2 separate regions of the Mustela erminea genome follow, and region 1 is linked to region 2. A link is a contact called in public Hi-C data. All regions are on one chromosome and are shown on one strand. Each heading gives the region's core, a stretch centred on a gene start, on an enhancer-like site or on the middle of the called end of the contact. The rest is flanking DNA. Distances are from core to core; before and after follow the strand shown. Region 1 overlaps GRK5 (G protein-coupled receptor kinase 5). Region 2 holds the start of GRK5 (G protein-coupled receptor kinase 5).

What was found. Hi-C and Micro-C count contacts between places; a contact is called where the count stands out from the background.
Region 1: a contact with region 2 is called in a Hi-C map of fibroblasts, with 2.3 times the contacts expected there. The contact joins the enhancer-like site here to the promoter of GRK5 in region 2. A contact is called at or near these places in 2 of 3 Hi-C or Micro-C datasets (fibroblasts and spleen).

What each region holds. Positions count from the first base shown.
Region 1 is chr14:80,570,244-80,573,561 of mMusErm1.Pri, forward strand. All of the region lies in intron 2 of GRK5 (G protein-coupled receptor kinase 5), which reads left to right. Among named protein-coding and RNA genes, the nearest start is that of GRK5, 110 kb to the left of the region's middle. Within about 2 kb of position 1,353, the one cell type or tissue checked has open chromatin away from gene starts, as enhancers often do. A contact at or near this core is called in fibroblasts, where this site is marked.
Region 2 is chr14:80,457,535-80,460,786 of mMusErm1.Pri, forward strand. It overlaps GRK5 (G protein-coupled receptor kinase 5), which reads left to right and starts at 1,629. Exons shown (of 13, transcript XM_032312596.1): 1 at 1,629-2,025. The coding sequence starts at 1,974.

The DNA of each region.
Region 1 (3,318 bases), core at 103-2,602, 110 kb after region 2:
TTGCTGCCGGCCCCGAGCTGTGGCCCTTTCCAGCCCATGTCAGAGAGGAACATGCAAAATCGAGAAGCATTTGGAGCACCGCTGGCAGGTGTTTCTGTGTTCCACAGTTGTGCTGTCCTTTTATCATCTTTAAAAATTGTTTTTAGAATTATCTCTTTTTTTAAAGATTTTATTTTATTTATTTGACAGAGAGAGAGATCACAAGCAGACAGAGAGGCAGGCAGAGAGAGGGAGAAGCAGGCTCCCCACTGAGCAGAGAGCCCAATGTAGGGCTCGATCCCAGGACCCTGAGACCACAACGCAAGCCGAAGGCAGAGGCTCAACCCACTGAGCCCCCAGGCGCCCCATTCCTTACAAAGTAAAATACATCCATTGATAAAACTGCCAAAATGTAATCTAAAAAGTGGAAAATAAAAATTGCCAGTAAGTTCACCGCCGTGAGCATTTTGGTCTGCGGCCCTGTCATGGTCTGTTCTGCTTACGGAGAGAGAGTTGTCCCCCCTGTCATGGGTCTCCCTGCCCCGAAACCAGACATCTTTAAAAACTGACATAGACGGCTATAGGATCCCCCACGGGACTGGGAGGCAGAAGACTGAGGTGTTCAGGCCTCCCCCACTGGTGCTTTTCAGTGTGGTCATGTGACCCTTCAGGAAGACAAGTGCGTAAAGGAATTTTCCTGTCGCCCTGAAGAGCGGCGATCCGTTCTTCTAAAGCTGCCCCTGTATCTGGTCTTGGTGAAAATCACTGCCTTCCCTCCTATGGCCCAGAGACCTGGGAGCTTCCCTTTCCCTGCCTGCCCTCTCCTGCCCAGCACACATGGTTAATCCCTTTCCAAGGCAACTCTGCATACATACTATCTCTGGAGGTGGCTCCTCTCTCCCTACCCCTACTGCTTCCCTCACCCTGGCCACCTTCCTCTCCTGCCTGAACTCCCGGGTCTCCCCTGCCCTCAACTCCATCCAGACTCACCCGTGTCCAACCAGGCTCCACACAACAGCCAGGAAGCTCATTCTAGAACGTCCATCTGATCGTGCCACCACCTGCGGCAGTGACTTTCTGTGGTGGTCAAGTTGGAGCCCTAAGGTCTTACTGAAGCGGACCACGCCCTGCCTTACCTGCCCTTGCTTACTGCTCCAGCTTCCCCGGCTCCTACCTGTCCCCCTACCCAGCCACTCCCTCGCATTTCCTCCCTTCTCCAAGCCTTTCCCAAACGCACTTCCCTAATTCTGCCTGGTAAACCACTCAACCTTGCAGGTTACTTCCTCCAGGAAGCCTTCTCTGCGGACCTCCCCAGCAGCAGTCTGATGACTCCTTACCCTTGCAGCAGTCTGATGACTCCTTACCCTTGCAGCAGTCTGATGACTCCTTACCCTTGCAGCAGTCTGATGACTCCTTACCCTTGCAGCAGTCTGATGACTGGCTTCCATCATCCACTGCCATGTCCGGCCCCCAACACCAGTGTCTCTGTGCCAGGCCCTTTTACAATCTTAATTTTCTTTCATTGATTGCTCAGATGTTTTTGTTCTCCTCTGGGGATGGAATACAAACAATCTTAATCTTCCCAAGTCCTAGAATGATGGCTGATGGGTCTTCTTTTTCTCTCTGAGTCCTTTTAAACGGGCCCTGTCCTCTCCCCTGCTGTGCCCTGGCAGACATGAGGGGGAGGCACGGGAGAGGTAAGAGGGGGTTCATGACTCCAGCCACCATGCTGGCCCCTCCGGCTGTCAGAGCCTGACTGGCCAGGCAGAGATGGGCCAAGAAGTGCTGCTCCAGGACTCTGGCTGAGCTCAGCTTGGGGCAGAGCAGGGCACAGAGAATGGCTTTGCCGGAAGACTCCCTCATCAGGTCTTGGAGTGCGGGGGCTGTAGGCCCTGTGCTAATGCCTCAGGGACAAAGCTACTGAAGGGCTAACCCAGCTCCGTTAAGTTGGGGTGGGGACAACAGTGAAGTGCATGAGCTCTGGTGTCAGAGGGAGCTGGGTTTGGACCAGCCTCTATTCCTTACTGATTGTGACTTTGGACAAATGCTTTACCTTCTCAGTCCTCAGTCTCCTTACCTGCAAAATGGGAATAGGCCTGTCGCAAGGATCAAATGAGGAATTGCACAGGGAGGGTCTTGCTGAGGGCCTGGCATGCAGTGAGCCCTCCAGCGTGGCCACTGCTTCGTCATCACTGCTGTTCGTCATTGTCCCTGTCAGCAAGAGTCCTGCTCAGTTCAGAGCTCTGTTTCTTGGTTTCCCTGTGAGTGGCGGTTGCCAGGTCCTGCTGGGTTTAAGTTTATCTGTTCATTCATTTGTTCATTCATTCTGTTATGTGCGTGCTCTGTGCCAGGGATCTGGGGAGCTGCCAGGTGGTGGAGAACTGCTTTCAGGAGTGGCTCTTGGCAACACGGGCTGGGCCACATTTATTGCTTTATGTAACCCGGATATGACCCTTTCCCCCTTAGTCCCACTTCTATCCCTCAAAGCTCTACTGACTAACTCCCTGCAGACCTAGAAGATCAGGATGGGACCCTCTCCCCACAACAAAGGCCATGTGACCCGTCCCCCTGCCTCTGGGCAGGAGGGACTCTAATGAACTCAGACACGTGGGGTGATAGCCAATCCCAACCATGAACCCCTGTTCAGCCTTCACTCTGGGCAAGGCCCCCCAGGGGACCCCCAAGGGGGTTGTAAGGACAGTTAGGTCTCTTCAGGGAAGGGAAGTTGGGAAGACAGGGCAGAAAGCACACACATGATGCTGAGTGACAGCCATGTGAAAGTGGGCAGCTGTCACATGTTCTTCCTCAGTGGCAAGGGCCCAGAGGCGGGGTAGGGAAGGGAAACAGAGGCATCTGTGCAGGATGGAAAGGTTCACGTGAGCAAGTGGGAGAAAAAGTCCGCAGTGAAGCATCAGACAACCAGCAAGCATTTCCTAGGCACTTACTATGGCTGGGAACTGGACTCTTGGCTTTACAGACGCACACTCATTGAATCGTTATAAAACCCTGTGGACTGGCGGCCACTTCCTCCACCCTCTACTCTATGGATGGAGATGCAGAGACTCAGAGAGATTTGTAAATTGCTCGCACTTACAGAGCTCTGGAAGCAGCAGAGTCCAGATTCAGACCTGGGCCTGTGGATTTCCACCACGGTTGCCGTGCCTTCCCCATGAAGATAGGACAACACGGGGCATGTTTGGGAAGTGATGTGCACACTTGATGGGCTTTGTGCAGCAAAGTCATGAGGGAAGAGGTCCAGGGGAGGCTGGCTCAGGTCCAAGACACCTTCTGTGCCTCTGGCCCAAAAGGTTAAGTCTTTGTGCCACAGGTAGTTGGGAG
Region 2 (3,252 bases), core at 379-2,878:
CATTGTAGTTGTCGAGCTCTGATACGCTGCCAGCTCTAGGATTCTCTCTGAGAAATACCCTATCGTTATAAGTTAGGGCTCTGGGTGCATATATAGTCAAGATGAAGCCTGCGTTGCTCAGGACAGTAATTCCTGGAGTGGAAGATTCCTAAAAAGTCATCTGCAGGCAAACTGTGATTGTCCCGGCTCTGCAGACGGGATAAGTCAGGCCCAGGGAGACCCACTGACCTAAATCCACACACCAGGAAGCGGTGGCGGCGGCAGTGGTGAGTATATAGCATCAGGAACAGGACATTTCTGTGCTGTTAAAATCTGCGCCCATTCTGGTTTCCAAGGCTTCGAAAGTATTGGTTTCTGCACATTCTCCCATGTGTAGTAATTGTTCTCCGTTTCTCCCAGCACCTCCCTGGCACTTCCTGGCAGCCCTGGGGACAGAAGGTTTCCTCCTTTTTAGCAGAGAGGGCCCAGAGCCGCTTCTGAGCGGATATCCGGCCCGCAGGATGCAGAGGAGGCAAAGGCCTCATTGTTCCTTGGGGCCAGCCGCCCCTCCCCCACCTCCCGTAGGCCTCGCAGACCTCGGGGGACTCCCCATTTCCCAGGAGTGGGACCTTCAAAGAAAGCAAGCAAGAGAGGCGGAATAGTTCTGAAATCTCATGTTCTGAGCATAGCGCGGAGAGGCGCTCAGAGCCCCAAGATAAATAAACCCGTCATTTGAAAGCGTCTTTCCAACAAGGGCTCCGCGTGGTTACTCATTACCGCTCTCCACGGCCGACCCGGGCGATTCCGGTACCTTCTTCTAACCCGTAATATTTGACTGTAATGAGGGTCGTGAATTCACGGGCCCCGCTTGCCGGAAGGCACTTTATTAGCTGAACGAGCCGCTTCCCACGCCCAGATCCCCCGAGTGCCCGCCAGGCGCGCGGGGGCGGTCCCGAGCCCAGGGGGGCGCGGTCCGCGTGGACCCGCCGCCGCGCAGCCGCCCCCGCGGCCACTAGGGGGCGCTCGGACCGCACGGCCACCAGCGCGGGGAGGCCGCCGACTCGCAGACCCCTTCGCGCCCTCGGAGGAAACAAAGTACACCTTTGTCAGCGTCCCGGCACGTGTGCGTGTGAGACGGCGCACACGGGCCGGCCTCAGCGTGCGCAGCGCCCCCCAGGCTGACCTTCCTCCCACTCGAGCACGCCCCGAGGGGCTGCCAGGACCCGCACCGGCTCCTGCAGGAACGCGGCGCTTCGCCCGCCGCCGCCGTGGCCTGTGGACTTCGCTTTCCCCGCTCTCGGCAAGGCGGGAAACGGGCCAGAGGGAGCCTGGCCCCGGGACTGGGGGCTACGGCTCGGCCGGGCCGCCTTTGATTCGCCCGCTGCCCCTCGCAGCCCGGGCCTCCCCGGGCTACCCCTAGCCTCCCCGGGCCACGTGCGCTTTCAGTCCGGGTGCAAGTCCCCGCCCGGGCAGGTCTCCGAGTCAGGAAGCCCGCGCGCCACTCCGGCTCAGGCGGCGCGCCCGCAAGACTACAAGTCCCAGCAGGCCCCGCGCCACGATCGCCGAGGCAGGAGGCGCGGCCCGCCTGGCGCCTGCGCAGTGCGACCACCCGAGCCTGCTAGTACCACACCCCCGGGAGGGACGGAGGGGAGGCAGAAGCATCCGAAGCATTAAAGCATCGGAGGGAGCCGGAGGGGTGGAGAATGGAGTGACAGAGAAACGCGGAGGGTGGGGGGTGGGGGGGAGACTGTTGAGGGAGGGGGGAGGGGGGACACAGAGGGAGGAAGAAGCGGCGGCGGCGGCTCCTCTTTGCAGAGGGGGAAAACTCCGAGGGATAAGAGCAGGAATAATGCGGTAGGCAAGGCGGGCTGCTCGCTCCCGGCTCCCGGCTCCGGCAGCAGCGGCGGCAGCCCGAGCAGCGGCAGCAGCAGCGGCAGCACCCCCAGCAGCTGACAGCCCCGCCGGCAGGCTCCCTCGCTGACCGCCGACTGTCAATGGAGCTGGAAAACATCGTGGCCAACACGGTCTTGCTGAAAGCCAGGGAAGGTAAGAGGCAGGGCTGGTGCGTGCCTGGCGTATTCGCCGCGGGCCAGGGTGCGGGCGTCGGGCGGCGTGTAGGCTGGGGCTGTGCGTGTGCAGGATGCCCGCAGTGAGTTGGTCGCGAGCAGGACACCTCGGAGGGCTGCTCTGCAAACGCTTCAGGGGTCCTGCCCTTGGGCTCCGAGAATATGGACTCGGGTAGAGAAGCAGAAAGGTCGAGGTTGCAGGGATTAAGATGCTAAAATCTCCCTTAGTTTCCGGCTCTAACCTTACAGACCCTGCCATCTCGGCAGCTGTTGAAAGGTCAGTTGGAAAAGCATTCATTCAGGAAGAGATGGGCAAACATGCAAACAAAATAGCTTTTCGAGTCGGCCCGGGATGGTTCTGTGAGTGTGAATCGGTGTGTGTGTTGGGGCGGGTGTGGGGGGGTGGAATTAGCAGAAGCCAAGTCTTTGCTTGCGCAGGCTGAGTTGATATAGGCTATTGCTGGAAACCATCCGCTGGGAATGTTTCTTAGGGAAATCCCGTCGTGTGGAAGGAAGCCTTTTAAAGGCAAAGTGAGATGTTAAGGAATTAGCCCGTTCATAGAATTACGGGAGATATGGCTGTACAAATCACCTAGAAAATAATTCAGAATTTCAGAGTTGGCTCCCCCCCCCCTTTGGTGATGGGAGGAAGAGATAACTAAACTGTCTGATCTCGGTTCAGTTAAGAAAAGAAAGGTAAGTGTGCTGGGTGCTTAGATGCGTTTTGGGTGCTAATTATTAGATTTCCTGCGTTTAGCTGGCAGGAAATATCGTCAAAACGAAGTGGGTAAGAGCCTAAGTCAAAGCTGTAAACACACATTTTAACTCTTCCATGAGACGGAAAAAAAGAGAGCGAGAGAAAGAAAAGAAAAGTGACCCAGAAACTTAGATGCTTCCTAAAATGATTGCGTGTAAACATACATATTTAGGAACACCTGGAATTTATGTAACATCTCTTTTGCCAAGATTTGAGCTCTGGCGTGCAGCCGTTTTACAAAAAGGGGAAGTGGTTTTTCCCTTTCATGGGAGGAGGCTTTCTTTGACACCCAAGGTAGAAGGCAGCCTAAGTAAGGTCTTGACTTCAGAGGGCTACTCAGGGAGCAGTCCACGAAAATGCCTTACCTACTTAATATTTTCATTCACCCACTTTGATGAATGAAGGAAGAATTTCTGGCCAGCAATAAAACGATTCATGTTTACCCAGGCA